Regions from separate parts of the Mus musculus genome. Here all the other regions are linked to region 4. The links are chromatin contacts, called in public promoter capture Hi-C maps. All regions are on one chromosome and are shown on one strand. The core of a region is the stretch at or near the end of the contact, and the rest is flanking DNA. Distances in the headings are between cores, read along the strand shown. Region 1 holds the start of Drd2 (dopamine receptor D2). Region 2 overlaps Zbtb16 (zinc finger and BTB domain containing 16). Region 3 holds the start of Nnmt (nicotinamide N-methyltransferase). Region 4 holds the start of Htr3b (5-hydroxytryptamine (serotonin) receptor 3B).

Evidence for each region. Promoter capture Hi-C pulls out the DNA fragments that hold promoters and counts their contacts. Capture Hi-C pulls out chosen DNA fragments and counts their contacts.
Region 1: a promoter capture Hi-C map of pancreatic islet shows a contact between it and region 4. The contact joins the promoter of Drd2 here to the promoter of Htr3b in region 4. A contact is called at or near these places in 1 of 39 promoter capture datasets (stem cell-derived epiblast-like cells) and 1 of 9 other capture datasets (pancreatic islet).
Region 2: a contact with region 4 is called in a promoter capture Hi-C map of embryonic stem cells, with 3 times the contacts expected there. The contact joins the enhancer-like site here to the promoter of Htr3b in region 4. A contact is called at or near these places in 6 of 39 promoter capture datasets (the 3T3-L1 cell line, the C10 cell line, embryonic stem cells and 2 more), 5 of 115 datasets of contacts at active chromatin or transcription factors (bone marrow-derived macrophages, differentiating embryonic stem cells, embryonic basal ganglia and 1 more) and 1 of 9 other capture datasets (adipose tissue).
Region 3: a promoter capture Hi-C map of liver shows a contact between it and region 4, with 3 times the contacts expected there. The contact joins the promoter of Nnmt here to the promoter of Htr3b in region 4. A contact is called at or near these places in 4 of 39 promoter capture datasets (the 3T3-L1 cell line, the HPC-7 cell line and embryonic stem cells), 4 of 115 datasets of contacts at active chromatin or transcription factors (embryonic stem cells and fibro-adipogenic progenitors) and 3 of 9 other capture datasets (adipose tissue, liver and macrophages).

Annotation. Positions count from the first base shown.
Region 1 is chr9:49,336,461-49,341,721 of GRCm38.p6, forward strand. It overlaps Drd2 (dopamine receptor D2), which reads left to right and starts at 3,943. Exons shown (of 8, transcript NM_010077.3): 1 at 3,943-4,264.
Region 2 is chr9:48,692,250-48,697,033 of GRCm38.p6, forward strand. All of the region lies in intron 4 of Zbtb16 (zinc finger and BTB domain containing 16), which reads right to left. Among named protein-coding and RNA genes, the nearest start is that of Gm32280, 25 kb to the left of the region's middle. Within about 2 kb of position 2,497, at least 29 of the 459 cell types and tissues checked have an H3K27ac peak or open chromatin away from gene starts, as enhancers often do.
Region 3 is chr9:48,603,104-48,608,430 of GRCm38.p6, forward strand. Nnmt (nicotinamide N-methyltransferase) reads right to left here and starts at 2,020. Exons shown (of 3, transcript NM_010924.3): 1 at 1,702-2,020; 2 at 251-458. The coding sequence starts at 1,855.
Region 4 is chr9:48,961,380-48,966,684 of GRCm38.p6, forward strand. It overlaps Htr3b (5-hydroxytryptamine (serotonin) receptor 3B), which reads right to left and starts at 3,611. Exons shown (of 9, transcript NM_020274.4): 1 at 3,367-3,611. The coding sequence starts at 3,406.

The DNA of each region.
Region 1 (5,261 bases), core at 2,693-5,192, 380 kb after region 4:
GAGAGCTTACTCTGATCCACAAGCTGGAGTCAGAGTGGGGGTGGGGCATAGACTTTTGAAGCATCAACCCCCAACCCCAACCCCAGTAATACATTGTCTCCAAAAAGGCCACATCTCCTAATCCTTCCCAAACAGTTTCACCATCAGGGGAACGAGTATTAAAACATATGAGGCTATGGGAGCTAATCTCACTCAAACCTCCACAGGGTCAAGAGAGATAACTTCCTTATAAATTCACTGTTACATAATTATACATTTGCTAATACATTACTATGTAAGTGTCCAGGTCCCTAACACGAAGTACATAATACCCTTGTGAAGTCAGCCCCACCAACCACCTCTAAAACTTCTTCATTTTCCAAAACTGAAACCATGAGCCTTTCAAACACTCTCCATTCACCTCTGCCCCCAGTCTTTCCATCCCCGTCCACTATCTATATGAACTAGCCTCTTTGGCCATCTTTTATATAAGTGACATCACACAGTATCTGTCCTTTTGTGAATGACTTATTTATTTAGCATAATGTCTTTATAATTCATTCACATGGTGCATTCATGAGAAACTACTCCTTTAAAAGGCTGCATAATATTCCATGTATACACATTTTGTATTTTATCTATCCATGTTGATATCATCTCTCCCTTTTGGCTACTACTATTAATGTTACTGGAGATGTGGTTTAATTTAGAGAGTGCTCACTTGGCTTCTATGCATGTAGCCCTGGGTTCCAAATGAAGTCCTACATAAGATGAGTATGGAAACAGACGTTTTGTAATCCCAGGACTTCAGGGATAGCGGCAGGAGGATTAGCAGTCCAAAGTCTTCATCTACATGAAAACTTCAGGTATTTGAGCCCCCATGAAAAGAAAAAATACTATTTCTGTGAGCACAGACACATAAATAAGTCAACTACTTTGACAACTGCTTTCCACAAGACAAGCAAATAGACTCCATGGGTCTCTTCACTCCAGTTTGTGTGTAGGGGAACAGTTGTATAGTTGAAAATTTTAAAGTGGGTCACACCTGTATTTTTATTGTTTATCATTAGAAGGATGCAAGAAACGTCAACAAATGTCCATTTCGCACTGAGGTGCAAAGCCCCATTAGAATCCTCTGGTAAGGAAATTGGTCTGTCCGGGTGACTTTCACACACAGCTGTTGAAGCTCTCTGGTAACTGCTCTCCCATGTCGGTGAAAAACAGTGCCCTGAAGCTCTGTCCTTCTGGAGGAGCTTTCTTTTCCCTCAGGGTGGTTTGTCTCGCCCACCACCAGTCCCTTCACTAAGTTTTCCCATGGAAGGCTATGGCTATCTCAGAAATTCTAGTAACTAGGAACACTGCGCCTCTCTAAGTGTTTCTGTACCATGACAGACACAGTCAAGCACAGAAGGCTGAGCTCATTGCTTTGCTGCATACCCCTGACCCAAGAAGCAGACCCACCCCAGAAGCCGAATCTGCCAGCACCTTAATCTTGGACTTCACAGAAAGTTCAGTCAATAACATGATTGCAACACTGATAGATAGAAGAGCATTAGCCTAGATTCCTCAGGAATCACACACAGAAGCAAAGTCAACAGCTCAGGCCTGTAATCCCAGCACTGGGGAGGCAGAGACAGGTGGATCACTGGCCAGTCAGGTTAGTCAAATTGATGAGCTTCCGCACAATGAAAGACTCTGCCTTGAAAAATAAGGCGGGGAAAGATTGAGGGAGACCTTTGATGCTGACCTCTGGCATTCATAAGTACACATATGCACAGGCCCACACAAATATGTACGTTATACTTAACCCACACATCAAAGATAGAGGTAAATTAAAGATTTAAGAGACATATATGGTAGAATATCTCAACTCCCAAGCTCTGTAACATACAATTAAGGAGTTAAAAAAACAAAACAAAACGATTGTATCTCTTTTTCCAAGAAGCATATGAGGGTAAAGGGTGTCCCACTCCCACCTGATGTACTTGGGTTGAGTCCAGTTCTGTCTGGTGGTTGGGGAGGCACTGAGTGACCTCCAGAGGGCCCTGGCAGCCAGGAATCTGGGAGCCTGGTGCAGCCATTGCTTAACCACAGATGTTCCCTGCCATCAATCACCCAGAGCATCTGTTTTCTGCACTGCTTGTTTAAAAAAGCAAGGCGTTTGCTAATTGAAAACTAAAAGATCCATCCGTCTCACTCACAGCCAGCATGAAATCACTCAGCCATGCATGATGTGGGTAAAAAAGGCAGCGCAGAGGTGTAGTGTCCATTGAGGTCATTTGGCTGGCTCCTGCTTCTGCCTCCTCAACCAGCAAAGCCAACCTTACCATTTAAGGGCAGCCAGAGAGCTTATTCATATATAGTTCCTTCATCGAGAATTCACCTATTATTCTCGGTGCACCCCAGAGAAATAAGCATTGCTTGGACCAATGTAAAGATATGAACACGGAGACCCAGAGAGATTAAACAATTAAAGTAACATCTACAACTGGCAAGTGATAGAGGCAGGACACCAGATCATGTGAGAATGCATAGAGGTGGTGGGTTGAACAGGACACAAATCCTATCTAAGTGGGTTTTTTTCTTGGGATGAACATATCCAGGGTACATAGGAAAACAGTGGAGATTCAACCCTATCTTAATGTTTGAATGCCTTAAAAGCAAATGTGAAAAGTTCTAATGTTTCTGGTAGTTCTAATACTTCCCTACCATGCCTAAAGGAGACCCACGAATAGACCATATCCAAAGACTAATGAAGAGGGACAGAGGAGGCTACATCATGTTCAGGAAGTTTCCACTCCTTTAAATGCCTCCACAGATGGCCATATCTAAGGAAAACGTGCCATGTATCAGGGCTGTTCCACTGCTCAGTCCTCGTGGGGCTTGGAAGGGCACACCTCTTTGGGCCCCAGTTTCCACCTTTACATCAAACAGTGATTAATTGAATATTAAGGTCTCTGCTTCCAATCCTAATTTTCCAGAATTGTGTGGATCAATGGAAGGAGTTTCTTCTTTGTGGCTAAGTGGCATGGCCGCTTGCTGTATGCAGAACGTCCTCTGTGCTGCTGTCCGAGGAATTCTGTGGTGCCTTCTCCTTGGGGACTTGCGTTGGCCCTTCAATGCCCAGCTCCTGTGAGGTCTCCCTGTTGGTACTCCACAGCACCTGCTTAAGCTACAAGTGTTTGGAAGTCTCTACTCTGGAGTGGCCCCACGCGAACGGGACCCTGTTTTTATTCCTCTGTTACTCCTGAATCTCATATAGAAGCTGGCGGAGGCAGGGCAGAGGGACAGAAAGCACCAGCTGGATCGGAGAGAAAGAGGATGGAAAGGGGAGTAGGTTCCCTGGCTAGGGCCGAAGAAGATCACATTTCTCTTCCTCTCCCTTCTCCTGCTCCTCAGTGCAGAGGGCAGGGTGAGCTGGAACTCCCAGGGCACTCTTTATCATTTCCACTTTATCATTTCCATCTTAGATCTGCTCTGCCCAGGTCTTCCTTTGGGAAAGTTCAACAGCGAAACTAACCGCTGTGATTTTCAGACGTCTGTACACGGACCCTGGATGTCTTTCCGGAATCTATTTCTTCTTTAAAGACTTGATGTACCACTGGTAGTGCTTCAGCTAGCCCTTGGCCCTGATTCCTCAAAGGAGGGGATCGACAGGCTAATGTTGTGAATGCTAGACCAGAATAGGTTTGATGGACAGGGTGTTACTTAATGAGTGTAGGGGGGACACCGGCGAGCAGTCCAGAGCACAGGTTATCCTCTACTCAAAGCCAGAAACGGATGCTGTGTCTCAGCTCTCCTGGGTTCCTTCCCCAGGCCCCGCAGTGCAGAGATAGCACTGGGGCCCTGGGTGGGTGGGGCCTGTCCCAGGGGCGGGGTTCCCGGGCGCCTCGTGGCCAGGGTGACCCCGCCCCCTCCCTCCTGCGCGCGCGGCGCTCTGACTCCACGGAGCTGTCCAGCCTCAGTGCCGGAGCTGGTCGCCTCTCGCGCGCAGCGCCGACTGCCCGCCTCCCCGCCTGGTCCCCGCGCTGCGCTCCCGCCCTCCCGCCCCGCCTCGCCCTGCCCCGCCGCGGCCCGTCCACTGCTCCCCGCGGGCCCGAGCCGGCCGAGCGGCTGCCCGCCGGGGATCTGAACGGCGCGGCGGGGCCGGGAGCCGAGGGACCCGCAGAGGGGACCGGCGGCCCCGGACGGCTGCCGGAGGGGCGGCCGTGCGTGGATGCGGCGGGAGCTGGAAGCCTCGAGCAGCCGGCGCCTTCTCTGGCCCCGGGCGCCCTATGGCTTGAAGGTAAGAACTGGTTGGCTGGAGCCAAAAGCAGTCTGTGGCCTCTGCACCGGTCGAAGCGTCTAGAGATGACCGGCCGGGAACAGAAGTTTGTCCAGCCACTCTAGCGCCGCCTGTCCGGGAGCACCCTTTCCACTGAGTCTCCGTCGGGGAGATTGCGTTCCGGGCGTCGGAAACCTGAAGGATGGCCATCCCCAGTCCTTCTTTCTTAGCGTTCTTCGCGCTTTCCTGTCTGGGCGGGAGTCCTGATCCTGGCTAACAGTCGGTGTAGCTGTGGCTTCAGAGGGTAGGGCATTGTCCTCCTGGTATTCAAGACTAGGACCCCAGGCGCGCACTAGAGTTTCCCACCACCCAAAAGGAAGAAGGGTTGTTTTTGACTTTTCTGTTATTGGTGCAACCGGAGACTTTTGAAAGGGCTAAAGCCAAGGTTGATGGTGAAGCTGCTTCCGGGAGCGGTCTTCCATCCTTAGGCTTTCTGCTGTCCTTGGTGCTGAATCCCGTTCTCTGTCCGCTGCTCTGTCACCCAGTCCGAAAGAAAGCCGGGTATTTTAGACCCATTTTCCCCAGGGAGTGTAGGTGACAGTGGGGGCGGGAGACAGTGATAGAAGGGGACTGTCCATCTCTGGAATGGATCAAGAGCCTCACTAAGTCCATATGCGAAGAAGCTTCTCTAAGCGTCAAACAGAGCACTTCCCTTTTTCCTTTTTTTGCGGCGGGCAGCCTGTGAGGTCTCTCTTGAGGAGCAGAGTTAAGAGAGCCGGTTGCCACCTACACAACAGGCTTTGCCATGGACACAAGGAACAGCATTGCAGCTCCCTGGGGATAGGCCCTTGTTCTCAGCCACAGGGAAACTGCTTCAGCGAGTCATCTTTTTCCTCACTGGGTACCTCACTGGGTTCTTTTCTGGGGCTCCTGAGGTTGGATGAGGTGCAATCCAGTGTGTGCACTCCCTCTCTAGGTCCCTTTGCACACTCAACAATTTATGGATTCTGACTAGGCT
Region 2 (4,784 bases), core at 1,247-3,746, 270 kb before region 4:
AGGCTTTGACTCCTTTAGTAAGATTTAGCCTCAGTTTCCCTTGAAGATATCAAGACCCATAGGGATCCTGAAAGAGCCCCTAGGATGCAGTGAACATACACTTGAGAGGAAGAAAGCCATCAATAGTACTGTCATGAAACAGTGAGGTCAGGCCCCAAATTCAATCTTTCTTAGTCATTTAATTAGCATTTATTTAATGTTATCAACTCTGAGATGATCCAGAGATGGGGCACAAATAAGACATTTCTCTTGGGCTCAGTGAGTGATGGTTCTTGTCGTGAAGTCTGGAGAGCTGCATTCGATCCCTAGAACCTACATGCTGAAAAAGAAAGTTAGCTAGGGCACACTGTCTTCTGACCTTCTCATGTGCACATGTGTGTACACACACACACACACACACACACAGAGAGAGAGAGAGAGAGAGAGAGAGAGAGAGAGAGAGAGAGAGAGAGAGAATGAGAATACAGAGGAGTATAATGGGAAAGTTACTAGAAAGGAAGCTGCTGTCCTCCTACTATGAGAGCCTAGAGAGAAGCCTGAATCCCTAATCTTCCTCCAGATTCCTCTCCATACACCACCCAGGATGGCGTCTGATTACACCGTGACCTTTTGCCAGTCTCTGGCTGATTTATGTATGTCTCTGTATAATGTCTCCCAGTAATGGATGTCAGTATAGTGAGGAAAAACACACCTAAACCGAGCCCTGGCGGCAGAAGGCTCTGGGTTCCGGTCTTGTTTGTGTCACTCACTATGAATCAGATCCACACCCTTGTTCTAACCCTTGCTGCTGCTGTGTGGCCAGGAGGAAGTTGCCTGACTCCTCTGTGCCTCATCTCTGAGAAAAATGCAACGACAGTAACTGTCTTACGGGGATGCTAAGCAGCTTCAGGGAAGAGGGAAATGTTTGTTACCGAATAGCTTAAAGCAAATTTCAGAATTAACCGTGCTGGTCATTAGCCATAACGTCAGGGAAGTCTACTTGTGCTCGGTCTGAGTTTTTGTCTTTTAGACACAACAATGTTCACCTTGCGCAGCTGATCTGAGACTAAGAAAGTAACCCAAACCAAGCATTCCCAGAGCATGGGGCACCGGGCACTGGGTGACCCTGGTGAGGATGCTGCCACGATGGTCCTTCCCTGAGCAGGAGCCAGAACCTCAGCTTCCACCCAGTGTGTCCCATCAACCCAAATTAGCATTCACTAATTTAACTTGAATGGGAATGAAGGAAATAGAAAAGAATTGGGATTTCTAAAGCTATTCTGTAGACAACGACTCTTTGTTGTGGAGGATGGTGCGTGGGTGGGACAGGGAGACAAACCCCTGTGCTATGGGGACATGGGGCTTTACAGCAAACACATAGCCAACTCTGTGCACATAATCCCCTGCCCAGCCTTGCAGGGTGATCCAGGAAACTGAGCGTGGCAGACAGAACGTCCCAGGAGGGAGTCATGCTTCCCCACCCTGGGTGTCCCACAGACGGGAGCCTGGGTGGGTCTCTGAAGCTGACACCCCCTTCACAGACCGCAAGACCACTGTGGGGCAGCACTCCATACTAGTGTTCTGGCTTGCCCCAGCTCCAGAAGATCCTCTATGGGGATAGGGACAAATAGTGTCCATTCCTGAACTTCAGCAGACGGAAGGTCGTCAGTGAGCAGGCAGATTTCTCTGCTGATCATGGGCTGGGGCGGGGACTTGTTCCTCCTACAAAGGTGGGAAACCAAGCCCTGCTCTCTCCAAGTATTTTAGAAAGAGGAGATCCTCTGAGCCCCAGCACACACTGTCGTCCCAGAGGCAGTAGCTTCCCTAGAGAGATGCCCCCTCTACCACAACGGACAAGAGGGTGGTTTCCAGGATTGAGATACCTGAACGGCAAAACACTGGCACTGATGTAGTAGTTTTCTCCAGGTGTCCCAAGCTCTGAGTGCTGAAAAAGCCCTGGGAAAGGGGATCATGAGGGGACCCCAGGGCCAGGCTGCCACCTCTAGGGGACTATGCTCACATATCCAACTCGGAGCCTCCATCCAAAGCTTGGAGCCTCCATCCTAAACAAGAAAAAGCTGTACAGACAACAAACACCAACGTAACCCTGCTTAGCAATAACCCAGTCTCTCTCTCCTTCCTAAGTCAGGACCACACTACCACAGGGCAAGCAAAAGTGGCCTCGGAGGACTCAGGAGATACAAAACCTTTTACTTCGTTTCTTTACTTTTTTTTTTTTTTTTTTTTTGGTCACAATAGTATCTGTTAAGGTAAGTTAAACCTTCTAAGATGAATTTTCCTGCTACTTTTAATTAAATGTTCTTTAGAATTAAAAGAGCACTATTGAGAAAGGTTGAAAACATTTTTTCATTGACACTGCCCCGGGTCCCCCCTCCCCCTTTTCCCAAGGAAAAGAAAAAGCTGTTTTGTGCCCAGTGCACCCTGGCCCACACTGTACAAAAGAGGGCGGGATGGCGGCAAGACACACGAGATGACCCTGTGACCCCAGACCGCTGACAAGTCCTCAATGGCATAAATACCAGATAATCAATCACATGCCAGGAGGGCGAGTCCCCCTGCCCTCACCCTGGCTTTCGGGTTTATGAGACATGCACTGTAAATAGATACTAGCTTCTTGAGAGAGGCCCCCTCAGCATTCCAGGGCTGGCCTTAATCCTGAGCCAGGGCCGGCCAGACCCTTGACCGGCTTGCTTTACAGCTTTCATCGAGAGCTTATAAAGAAAGTGCCTTTCCCTCCCGATCCTGCCAGGCAAGTTGGACTTCCTGGAATGAAAGAAAGTCAAACTTTAAACTCCATCCAGGAAGGCTAGGCGGGGTGTCTGTAAACAGCCAGAAAAAAAAAGGTGCAGGGAGAAAGCAGAGTCAGGAAACAAGAAGTCCAGGCAGAAAACCCCAGTGTGGCCTGGATTATCCCAGGAGGACAGGATGGGGACCAAGGAGGTGATGAGGAAGCTGTGGCTAGGATGCTGATGACAAGGACAATACTGACCATGACAGATAATACTCACTAACCCCTGACAACTGTCCCATGGTCATCTAACCTCAGACGTAGCTCAAGGGGATGCTTATTGTCATTGTGTTGTCCCAGATAGAAAGACAGTCTAGAGTTGAGTTAGCCCAGGCTATGAAGACACTCAATAACAAAGAGAATGAGAATCAGTTAGGTCTAGCTGCATCTCCACCTCCAAAGGGACTGGACTCCAGGACGGACAGAGGGATGGACGGAGAAAGACACTGGATGCCACCCTTAAGATCAACTCAAGATCTGAGGCTCAAGTGACAGTTGAGCATATAGTTAAAAACTGGGAAAATACGGTTCTAAAATCCAATGGAACATCTGAAGCCAGAAAGAGCCCACACATGAGTACAGATCCCGGCTCTATCCTTCAGTCCATATTAGACTATCTCCACAGCCCGGGCTTTAGAATATCTCCAAGGCAACCATGGCCTCCGAAACCTTTGCTCAGACTCTGAAGTTTACCGAGCTCCTAGTGAAGCCCCTGCAAACAGGGAAGTGGGGGCAGAGAGGGGAAGACGGACTCTCTCAGTAACTAATTTTGATAATGCCTTTGTCTCGGGGTCAGGGGTTAAATATGGCCACACTAATCCACTTCTTTCAGAATGAGAGCACAAGGGAGAGATATTTCTGTAGTTAACAAACCATTCTGTTTTTCTTTCCTGGAGAAACCCAGTCTGCTGAATGGGGCTACCTAGTGGCCAGAGACACACACTTGAGTTTATTCGGGCTAACTGGTTTCCCGGCTAGCCAACCAAGGCGAAAAGCATACACAGTGGTGCTTGAAGTTTTAAAGGACTCTCTTTCCCACCCCACCTGTTCTCCTAAAAATGCTTTTGAAATGGCCTAGACAGAACAGGAGGAACAAAAAGCTTGGAACTCCCATCCTGCCCATGAGAATAATACAAACTACTAGCCAGAGCTGTATGGGGAACCATCAGTAACCCACACGTGCATCTGTTGAGCGCTCTGAAGCTTGTCAAGCACTCCCTGACAGAAACCTCTATGTGCACTGCACAGTAGGCCCATGAGGCAAGTAGCTTATTCCACACACTTCTGCCAAAGAGCAAACTAACCCTCTGACAGGGCAAATGACATCTGAAGTCTTACTCCTCCTCACAAGCAGCAGCAACAGGGCTAGGAAGCTCTTTGTTCCCGTGACTACAGAGGACAGGCACAGAGAGATTCTTCATGAAGAAATGCAGGGCTCCTCACATAAGTGAGACTCTCAAAAGAAGCGCTCCTCCTGAGCCACTTCCTGGTAGCATCACATACTACTGGGATCCACGTGGCTGTACAGGGGGGAGGGGGACTCACACTTCTGCACTAGTAGTAGACTACCGGAGGAGGGTCCCTCAGACAACTAAGATGTTTGGGGGACCCAAAATTGGGAGGGTCTTCCCTTCTTCTTTTCCTCTCTCATAGAGACTTAATTTCCCTCTTGCTCAGCTTCTCTTGCCTTCCTGGCTGTGAAAAAGTCACCAGGGCAAGGCAGAGAGAGAGAGAGAGAGAGAAAGAGAGAGAGAGAGCGAGCTCGTGAGCACTGAGATAGGGAGGGAAGGAGAGAGGGAGGCCTGTGCTTTGCAAGAAATGATTGTCCGTGTGTCAACAACCTGCTGCTTCCCAGAGCCTCGGGGTCAGAGGCCAGAAGGGAGCACAATGGCTTTTCGGAGCTGAAGGGTCTGGGGAGAGGGGCCTCTAGGGATCTCCGGAATGTGGGAGGTTGAATCCAGGCACCAGGGTCTCCTGCCTTACCCTTTCATACCCT
Region 3 (5,327 bases), core at 770-3,269, 360 kb before region 4:
TGCTGTTTCCGGTGGTGTGGGCATTAGGCATTAGCCACCACCTTTGTGTTGGATGACTGGTAACCAAATAGTACTCTGGTGGTACATCTGACAACCCAGCTATTCTCCTGAGCCCTCATCTTCTATCCCGAGTTCCCTTTGGTCTTTGAGTTTCTTTTGCATTTTTCATCTGGATCTTAGTGGTAGTTTGGGCTGATAGAAACATGCAGGTCCCTTCAGAAAGTTGAAGAGCAGATACTCATTCCTCTACCTGTTGCCTTCAAGATCACACACATAGGTGACCACTGGGGACCAGTCAAAGGCTCCTGGTTCCTTCTTCAGCCATTTCTGCAGCTCCCAGAGGTTCTGGTCTGTGTAGTCAGAGACAATGATCTCCGTGAAGGACTCACAGGCAGAGAGAAGCTGATAGATGGTGGGGCCAGAGCCAATGTCAATCAGGAGTTCTCCTTTTACAGCACCTAGGACAGAAGAGGGGCAGGGAATCAGGCATCAAAAGGGAACAGGCAGAGCTGAAGTTATAGTGTCTTTACTGGGATTGTGCCATTTTTGTTGTGGTGGTGGTGGTGTTGTCGTTGTTGTTGTGTAACAACTGATTTTAAGGCCTGGAGTGATGGTCCAGAGATGAGGGCCAGCATTCAGGTCCCAGAACCTGTGTAACAAGTCAGGCATCTCACAAATACCTATGCTCCCATCTCTGAGAGGAGCAGAGAGGAGAGGCTCTCTGAGGCTTTCTGGCTTCCAGTCTAGTCAACACACAAGCCCCAGGTTTAGGAGGGGACGCTGCCCCACAAGAATAGGTGGAGAGAGTGATGGAAGCATACATCTGGTGCCCTCTTCTGGCCCCATGCATGTACCTGCATAGACCATGTACACATATGCTTAGATGTATATATATTAAAATTTAAAACACTGAGATTAATTAATAATCAAATCACCCAGTTCTTAATATTGGGGGGTCCTTTACTTCATGAGTAAACAAACATTCCTTTCAAATAAGAGTAGAATTAAACTTTCCTTTCTTACTTCTTTCCTTCCTTCCTTCCTTCCTTCCTTCCTTCCTTCCTTCCTTCCTTCCTTCCTTCCTCCCTCCCTCCCTCCCTCCCTCCCTCCCTCCCTCTCTCTCTCTCTCTCTCTCTCTCTCTCTCTCTCTCTCTTTCTTTCTTTCTTTTTTTGGACAAGATCTCATTCTTTAGACCAGGCTAGCCTGAAAAATCACTCTGTAGTCCAGGCTGTCCTCATGGAGATGATGAGCCAAATTCCATCATGTCTCAGCTCCGTGTACCAGCCCAATGCTCTCCTGGCCCCTCCTCCAGAAGCAGGGAGTCACCCTGTGAAGTTAGCTTTTGGAGTCTTAGAGCTGCCAATCTTCCTTTCTTGAGTCCTGTGACCCCCCCCCACACACACACCCAACTCTCTTAGAATCTCTAAACTGTGAGATGAGGTGAAATGGCTCCTTCAAGTCACCTAGAAAAGTCACTGTAGCTACAAGGACAGCACTCAGGCCCACTGGCCTCCATTTTCACAACCATACAAAAGACAATGGACATAAAATAACTTTGTAAACTGTAAAATAGCTAAGCCAACATTAACTTTTATTTTCATTGAACAAATAAGTGATTCCAAGAGACTGTCTAATAGTGGACACAAGTCCAGTCGTCCCCCAAGACACAATGTTACTCATATTTAGACAGACAAACTTACCCAGGCAGAATATCTTAAAAAGATTTTTCAGCAGATGTCTGAGGATCTCGTTTTCTGCACAGTGTCTGGACCCAAAGCTGTAATATTTTTCCAAGTAATCCCGAGGATTAAAATGACTTAGATAAGTGTCCTTGGAGGTGAAGCCAGATTCCATCGTGTCTCAGCTCCGTGCACCAGCCTGATGCTCTCCTGTCCCCTCCTCCAGAAGCAGGGAGTCACCCTGTGAAGTTGGCTTTTGGAGTCTTAGAGCTGCCAATCTTCCTCCAGCTCGGCCCATCCCTTAGAGACAGATGTTTGCTAAATACTGACAGTGAAATAGACTGCAGACGTTCAGGCTATTCCAGGAAGTGATGAAATTCCTGGAGAAGGGAGCTTAGGAGAAGAGGGGAGTGGCAGGGGGAGGACCATGAACTCCATGCAGCCCTCTGACCAGTGGTGCAGGTCAGAGGCAAACCTGCAGAAGCCCTGAGTCCAGAGAGACGGGTCATCTCCAAACAATCCAGTAGTCTGCTTGTTCTTGCAAGGATTCTCCCTGGAGGGTCAGGGAAGAGTCCCACCGAATGGTTTCAGTTTGAACAAACAAAAAAAAAGAAAAGGGAATGTGGGGTAAGGAAACGAGCTCATGGCTAAGGAATGTTGGCTAGAGAAAAATAATCTCGGATGGAGTCTGGAAAGATTAATTTTTAAAACATGGACATTGTCTTCCTAGATACAGTATGGTGGCTACCCTCTTGAGCACACTGCAGTCATGGTTACTTGCACAAGGCCAAGCTCACATGCCAACATGCCAGCACCACTAGGACTCAATGAGTTCTAAAGCTGTGAGGGGTCGTGAATGTAGAAGGAGGGAGGATGTGTGATAGTGTAAGAGATAGCCGGGGATGGGTATACTCGTGATGCACAGTGAGAATGTACGAAACTGCCAAAGTATAATCAAAAGGTTCTATAAAAAAAAAAGTCTGAACATCAGATTAATCAATCAAAAACATGGTTAAGGGCTGAAAACATAACTCAGTTGGTAGAATGCTTGCCCGCCATGCGTTTGGCCCGAGGCTTGCTCACCAGCACTGCACAAATCTGCCATGGTGCTGCCTGCATGTAGTTCCAGCACTTAGCACTAGGAGTCAGAACTTCAGGCTCAGCCTTGGCTCCATACATAGCAAGTTCAAGGCCCACCCAATGCAGCTGTGCCTTGCTCCCACCTCTGCCCCTGCTCTGCACTCCCCCAAGTTTCCTGCCACTGCCACTGCCACTGAATTCAAACCCTGACAGTTCTTTCAAAGTAAGCTCCAAGAAACCTCAATTTCCTTACAGAGTTCCTCCCGTTTCCATTCCTGGGCTCACAACTGCCAATTAGAATTCACCCTGCCCAGCCAAACCCTTCATTCTTGTGCCAGCATATATTTGTTCCTGGATTTGCCTGTCAGTTATTTTTCTCACAGCTATTATGGAGGTGATGCGCTGACCAGTAGACGAGGGGCTGTGCCTTGAGTCTGTTTTCCCTGCTCTACGCCCTGAGTTGCTTCACAGAGTTGTTGCTCAAAATAGTGTTTGATTAACCAGCCGGAGATGTTGCACCAAATGCGAAAGCAGTAAGTTCCTGGCATCCCACGGGTCATGATTAAGCAAGAGCTCTTTGGTTACAAGGCATAAAAACTCACCCAGAGAATCTCCACTAAGGTTGGGAATGGAAGGTGCCCACAGTTACATAGTTAGACCCCGTCTCAAAAAAATAATTTTTTGGTTGATATTATAATTAAAACAAATTACAGGAAATCTAATGGGTTGATAAAACAAAAGTGAATAAGGACAACAACAAAAGCCAGGTAGCTTAGTTATTTTCCCTTGTTTCTATGACCTTTTGCCTGTCTTTGTGGGGCTAGATGCCTCTATTCTCTGCACATCAGCTTCTCTTCCTCATCTACTGAATGCATCTGCATTCTGCCCTTTGCAAAGGGTCAAGGGCCATGTTCCCTACATCCATCGTCAGGAATGAGAGTAGGATTCTAGCATCTCATTTACTCACGAAGGAAGGAATGCCTCCTGATTTGTCTGATGCACAGATATTTAAATGATAATAAGATTCTACATCTAGTTTTAGGCCAATGCATTATAAAAAATTAGGTTTATAAGTTCCTTAGTAAAGGTATAACACCTACAAATTTCAAATAATGCTATACGTAATAAATAAATTAACCTGAAGATTACATTCAGTCCTGGAGAGGTGACTCAGGTCAGCTTGCCTACAAATCCAACAATCTGAGAACAACCCCCAAAGCCCAGGATGGACAGAGAGAACCAATTCCCTCAATACATCCTCTGACCTCTTTGGAATGAACACACGCACACGCATGCACACAAGAAAAGGAAGGAAGAAAAGATTAAACTATATTCACACACAATTCTTCAGCAACTACGCTTATAAGCTTAGGAAAAATCCAAATACCGTGGTGATTTGCAAAAAGGAAATATTACAAACTAAAAATTACTCTGGGAAAAATTCTAAATTAAGCCAGGTAGTGGTGGCGCATGCCTTTAATCCCAGCACTTGGGAGGCAGAGGCAGGCGGATTTCTGAGTTAGAGGCCAGCCTGGTCTACAAAATGAGTTCCAGGACAGCCAGGGATACACAGAGAAACCCTGTCTCGAAAAGAAAAAAGAAAACCACTAAAATTTCTGTGGTGCTTAATACGTCCCAAGAACTGCCTGCAGCATCTACACATGTTACTCACCCTGACAGCAGTTGTGTGAGTTAGGACTGTCACCTCCATGTCAGCATGTGAGGAGACTGAGGCACAGGCATGCTTCAGCGACTCGGCCACCGCCCTGTTTTAGATCTGTCCGAATTCAAAAGCCTGTTTCCATGACAACTACACGACAAGCAAAGCAGTTTATGCCTGTGACTCACAACAGTCTAACAATTAAAATTCAATGAGTACTAGCCACCACATTTGCACATTACAGGGGAAATGACTGGATTTATTCAATAGATGCAAAAGAAAGCTAAAATCCAGTGTCTATCCACAATAATAACTTTTCTCACATTAAGGATACAGTGCGGCTTCCTTGAACCACTGATAAATATTATGCACAGACATTTTGCTGAATGATCATGCATTTGAAAGCTTTTTCTTTGACATAAGATCAGATACATGTGTTAACAATTATAAGGGTTGTTTGTTTTTGAGATAGGGTCTCACTATGCAGACCTGGCTGGCCTAGACCTTGCTATGTAGACTAGGCTAGCCCTGAACTCATATATATTATATGAGTTATATTGGGATTAAAGGCATGCACAACTACATCCTACAATAGTTATCAATAATAAAAAAAAATCTACCAGAAGTACTAGAACTATAGGAGATGAGAAAAATAAAGGAAAAAAATAGGATTAGAAAGAGAAGGAGAGGATCTATTATGAACATGGTCCTCTATTTAGGAAATGAAAAGTAGGTACAAATTTGCCAGAATGAACACAAGAAGCCAAACTTCCAGGCACAAAATCAACTGACAAAATTAAATTCCTTTTCAGTTAGCAACAGTTATAAAATTAAGCTCAAAATCAGCTTTTCCCACGGTAACATTAAAAAATATGAAGTACCTTCAACAAAATAGATACAGGACATT
Region 4 (5,305 bases), core at 2,361-4,860:
CTAGGATTGGGGCAAGAGGGGACAACACGAGGAAAAAAAAACCGCTAAAGGCGGCGATGCTGGAGTTGCGGTCAGAGGCTGGAGGCGGGAAGTAGAAGATCTGCTTTCATTACCATCAGAATTGTGAACTTAATGAGCGTTTTAACTCCCTGACTGTTCACCCACGTAGAAGCCTAGGATGGAAGCAGCTATTCAGGCATGCAGGACGAAAGTGGGCGGCTTGTATGGGACATCGGGTTTTTTTTTTTAAGGTTTTTGTGAATTGTTACTGTCAAAACACGCTGTGTGACTCTCTACCTGAGAACATTTCTCACTGTTGTACCCAGGGAGGGGAAGCTGGGAACATCAAACCCAGCCGATCTCCCTACGAAGTTTGCTTTGGGCAGTAGCTTTTTTTAGCCTCTCTTGGGAGCTCCCAATTCAGGTATCAGTTGGAGAAATCCTGAACTGGGCACAATTCAACACAGGAAATGGAGGTGGAATTGAACTCTGATGCTGAAGGATAAAGGTGTGTTCCCTTGTAGCCTCTCCTCATAAGAACCCCAGTCTCTCTCTGCTTTCTTACCTAGGAAATAGTCCATACATCTCCTGAGGATAGAGCCACCATGCTTTCTAGAATGTGTCAAAAGTGTTAGGTAAAAAAGAGAAAGTTCTGGAAGCTAGGACTAGGAACAAAAGAGAAAAACCAAAAGTAAACAGGAGTAAGCTTACATGGCTGTATAGAGGACAGCGTTCTGGCAAATGCTGGCAGGAAATAATAAATCGCACTTCTACTATGAATGCAAATTTGTGTGAGGAGAAAGATCAATTACAGGAGAGAGATTAAGGATTTAAGTGACCATTAATTAGCAGCAAATGATGCCCCCTTTGAAAGCTAATGTGACATTCACACAAGCGCTAAATGACTCAAAGTTCAGGGCCGTTTCCACAGACACTGATGGAAGCTATTGTCGGGCTCGGGAGAGACTCCCAGTCAACCCTGCCTCCTCAGATGTGATAAGCGGCTCCCATTAGTCACGTGGATTGTTTCTGTAGAGTAGAATGTGTTAGGGACTAAGTGACAAAGTATTTGGAGAGGAAGAGATTTGAAAGGACAATAGAATACAAAGGCAGGCATGGTGGCACATGCCTGAAATCTCAGCCCTCCAGAGATTGAGGCAAGGAATCACACATCCAAGGCTAGCCTGGGCTACATACTTAGTTATGGGCCAGCCCAGACTAAACACTGAGTCCCTATTAACAACAACAAAATTCTTACTTTTTCACTAGTTTTTTTTATTTGTTTGTATTGGTTTGTGTGTGTGTGTGTGTGTGTGTGTGTGTGAGAGAGAGAGAGAGAGAGAGAGAGAGAGAGAGAGAGAGAGAGAGAGAGAGAGAGAGAAAAGATGGCATAATTACTACAGATTCAGTGACAGTACAGCTGCCCAGGGCCGGCCGTAGCTTACAAATGAAGAGGCTGGGGCCAAAGCACAGCTGGTCTGCATTCAGAGAACATCCTCCTAGGCATGACACTATGGTGACCTGGCTGTCTACAAATATTAGGACCAGCACTGAGTCAGCCATTGGAAAGAAAACCTATACGCTGTGCACAGCCTGTTACTGAGCAGAAACAAAGAGTGGTCTTTTTGGAGTCTGTGCTTCTGGTTGATAATGCCTTACATTTGTGTTGCATGTTACACTTCTATTATCTGATCTTCGTGAATACTCTGAATGGAGTCAAAGATCTGGGGATGAGGATCGTGGGGTGGAGTAAGTGCCTAACATGCCTGAAGGCCTGAGTTCCACCTTTAGAACCACACAAACAGGGCGAGGTGGTATATACCTATAATCTAGAATCTGAGAGGTGAAAGCAGGAAGATCGGATTTCAACATTCAGCTACCCAGTAAGTTTGAGGCTAGCCTGGACTACATAAGGCCCTGAAAACCTGCCTAAAGAATGAATTGACTTGTGTGGGTCTTGTGGCTAGTGAGCAGTGCAGCTGGAGGTGGACTAGCCTCATCCCTAGCGTACTCTCAGCACAGAGGAACACTTTGTTCTCACAGTTACAGGTCAACTCTACAGTGCTCAGTAAAGTGCCAGATTCTTGGTCACAAATGTCCTCCGTGTCATTCCTGAGGAGGCCCCTGCCATTAGACCCCGTTAAAACATTGTTCTTGCCCCAGTGAGAACCAAAATCCAACCAGAGTACAAAACATCAGAGGGAAAAGCTGGTAAGAAGAATTTCCCCGGTCTTCTTGACTTCATTTTTCTATTTTATCTTAGCTTCATGTTGATGGTTATTTTCTGCAAAGGAATCCATTTGGCATTAATGAAACTTCCTCTCTTTTACTCTTATAATTAAGACAAGCTTTTATCCTTGAAGTTAAATGTCCAGGAATTTTGTGGCTATTTTTCTTCTCTACCAAATGGGGGTGGGGGGAGGGATCATCTCCAGTGTTTTCTTTCTTTGTTTGTAAATGTCCAGCTTTCTAGCTAACAAATTCCTTTGTCTTTTTAACTGATTCATCTTACTTTTGGGTTCATTTTAAACTTTGAGAATTCAGACCCAAGCTCTAGGAGAGCCCTCAAAGAGGTAGGGTATAAGGGTAAGATACACAAAACTAGCGTGCTAGGAACCACCAACAGAAACCGTTTTCTCTGTCTCTTTAAGTACAGTTGGGATGAATGAAAGGATACATTACCAGATTAGAGAATGGGTTTTAAGACAAAGAGTGACACATACCCAGGTGTGGGTATGGACAACCCATAGATCCTTGATTTATCCACATTTAAAAAAAAAATCAACTGCATCCTAACTAAAACAGTCCAAGTCAGTAGAGTTAATACCACCATGGATGTATCGTTCCATACATTAAAACACACATAATATCTAAAGTATTTTAATAGAAATCACGTACTTAAAACTTACAAGCTTTAGCAATATACTGGCCACTTCTGCAGTTTCTGCAAAGCTGGAGTCAAACACTGTGATATCAAAATGATACCCAGCTGAGACAAATCCATGGGACTCTTTCTCTGCTCTGCTAAAGTTTTATAAAGAAGCCAAAGCTATCTGGGATCCTAAGAACACATTATCTATACATATCTGAAAGAGATTGCCCCGAGTTTAATGTAAATCACTGGAGTGAGCTGGATTTCTTCAGAAGAGAAAAATTTCCCGTCAAAGGTAAGTTTTGGAGTGACTTTTCATCTGTGTAAACGGAGGTGGCAATGGGAGTGTCAGAGACACATCGCTGGTCTCTGCAAAGCTCCATAGGACTAGCATTTAACAGATCATGAACCCAAAGGAAGAGATCTGAGGTGTTCCCAGCACAGTGTGGACACCACACTCTGAGAGTCAAGACAGAATCAGTCACAGGACTTACCTACTACAGCCACCAGGAGGCAGGACCACAGAAGAATCATCGCACTTGCCTATTCTGGGGCAGGTACCAGAGAAGAGCGATGGCTGCCGGCTGGTGGGCAGGCAGGCTGGTGGGCAGGCAGGCTGGCGAGCCGGGGGACACTGCTTGACCTTGCACCTCTCAGCACCCCTCCACCCTCTTCTCCTGTTTGCTCATGTGTGGTAACCTTGGTGCTGCTATTTTGTAAACATCCGACTGGACAAGACACATGAACACCACATACAGGTTTGGAAATTAATGCCTTCATGAACCCCACAAGCTTCTCCACTTGGATCTGCCCTAGGATGATGGCCAAGACTCCATCTCCCTTACAGGAGCCAGCTAAGTGAATAATGCAATTTAAGAGGGGGCCCCCGAGGAGAGGAAATTCCAAGCTAATATGATTTCCTTTACAGCCTTTACCTAAGGCAATGTTCTTGCTGGCATTCAGGACCCTAATTTCATTAATAATTGAGATCCAGATAGCTGCCTTAAATCAGATGTAGGGAGGAACATCTTCAGTCTCTGGGAACAGTCACTGGGCTCTTGAGTTAATGGGAGCCTGGTATTGTCTAATGAACATCAACTACAAACAATACAGCAGAAAGAGTGCTTTTGTTTCTGCTAGGCCCCTTTAATGAAGAGAAACATTGATTTTTGATAAATAGGAATGCTTTTTAAATTTTCACTGAGCACAGTACACAAAGTAGCCCAGACAAGATGCTTTTAGGCTTCTTGAAGACAAGAACTATTAATGTTTAACATCATTCGATGAAAGATTTTTTTTAAATGTCCCCTTAAAGATATTTTTATGTCTTGACTTTGTATGTGGGGGTAGACAAATGCTGTGGGGTACATGGAGAGCTCAGAGGACAACTTTTGGGAACTGGTTCTCTCCTTCTACCATGTGGGTCCTGGGGATTCAAATGGTGTCCCAATTTGTGGGAACCAAATCAAACTTGGATTGTCAGGCTTGGTTGAAGCACCCCTTCCCAGTGAGCCATCTTGTTGGCTCCCTGACAAAGGATTCGTTGCTGTTTGATGAATTGAATAATGTTCACTTTTTGTTACGTCACCTCCTCCTCTCTGGCTGTACAGCAGGAGTCCCTCTGCTGTCTGTGTACCTGTGCAGACACCACTTCAACATGCTCAAATAAATTAATTAATTAATTAATTAATTAATTAATGTCCTTCTCAGGCCCAGCATAACTGCTCACAATTATAACCCCAGCACTTGGAAGGAGGAGACGGGACCAGGCGTTCAAGTCCAGCCTTGGTTATCTACCAAGTTCCTGGCCAGACTGAACTACAGGAGATCATGTCTCACTCAACAAAGAAGAAATGAAATAAAGCAAACTAACACCCCTACCCCATTAACAAACAGACAATAGTCTTCGATGTAGTAACTCCACACTAGCTAGTCAAGCTAATTGTCTGTGAAAGAGTTGTGTGGGTAGAGGTAGGAGAGGAGAGCTAGCCTTCTGACTTTGTTGGATTGTGCAGAAAACATTTCAGAAGAAAACGAAGTTACAATTTAATCTGCTGGAGGTCAAATCTATGGGGAGTGTTTCTGTTGGTTTTGATTTTGAGGAACGCCCATAGACAGTGGTACCCTGGGCTTCGAGAGCCTTGCTCACTGAGAATTAATCTGGCCCCTTGCTGTCTGCTCCTGACAGTTCTAAGCGTCTGTTTTGGCTCGTGGAAGAATCTGAACAAGAGGTAGCACAGCTGGGTTGGTAGGGGAGGGATTCAGAAGCCTCCGTTCTTGCAGAAGTTTGAATTGAGTTGGTGATCCACGTGGTATCTTGCCACTCATTCTAGGGCACCATGACTCTAAGGCAGACCCTTCTGGGACATCCCCTCCCTCCTTTTCCTTTGCACTTTCTCGTGTGCCCGTCTGTAACTGCAAGGCTATTGCTAA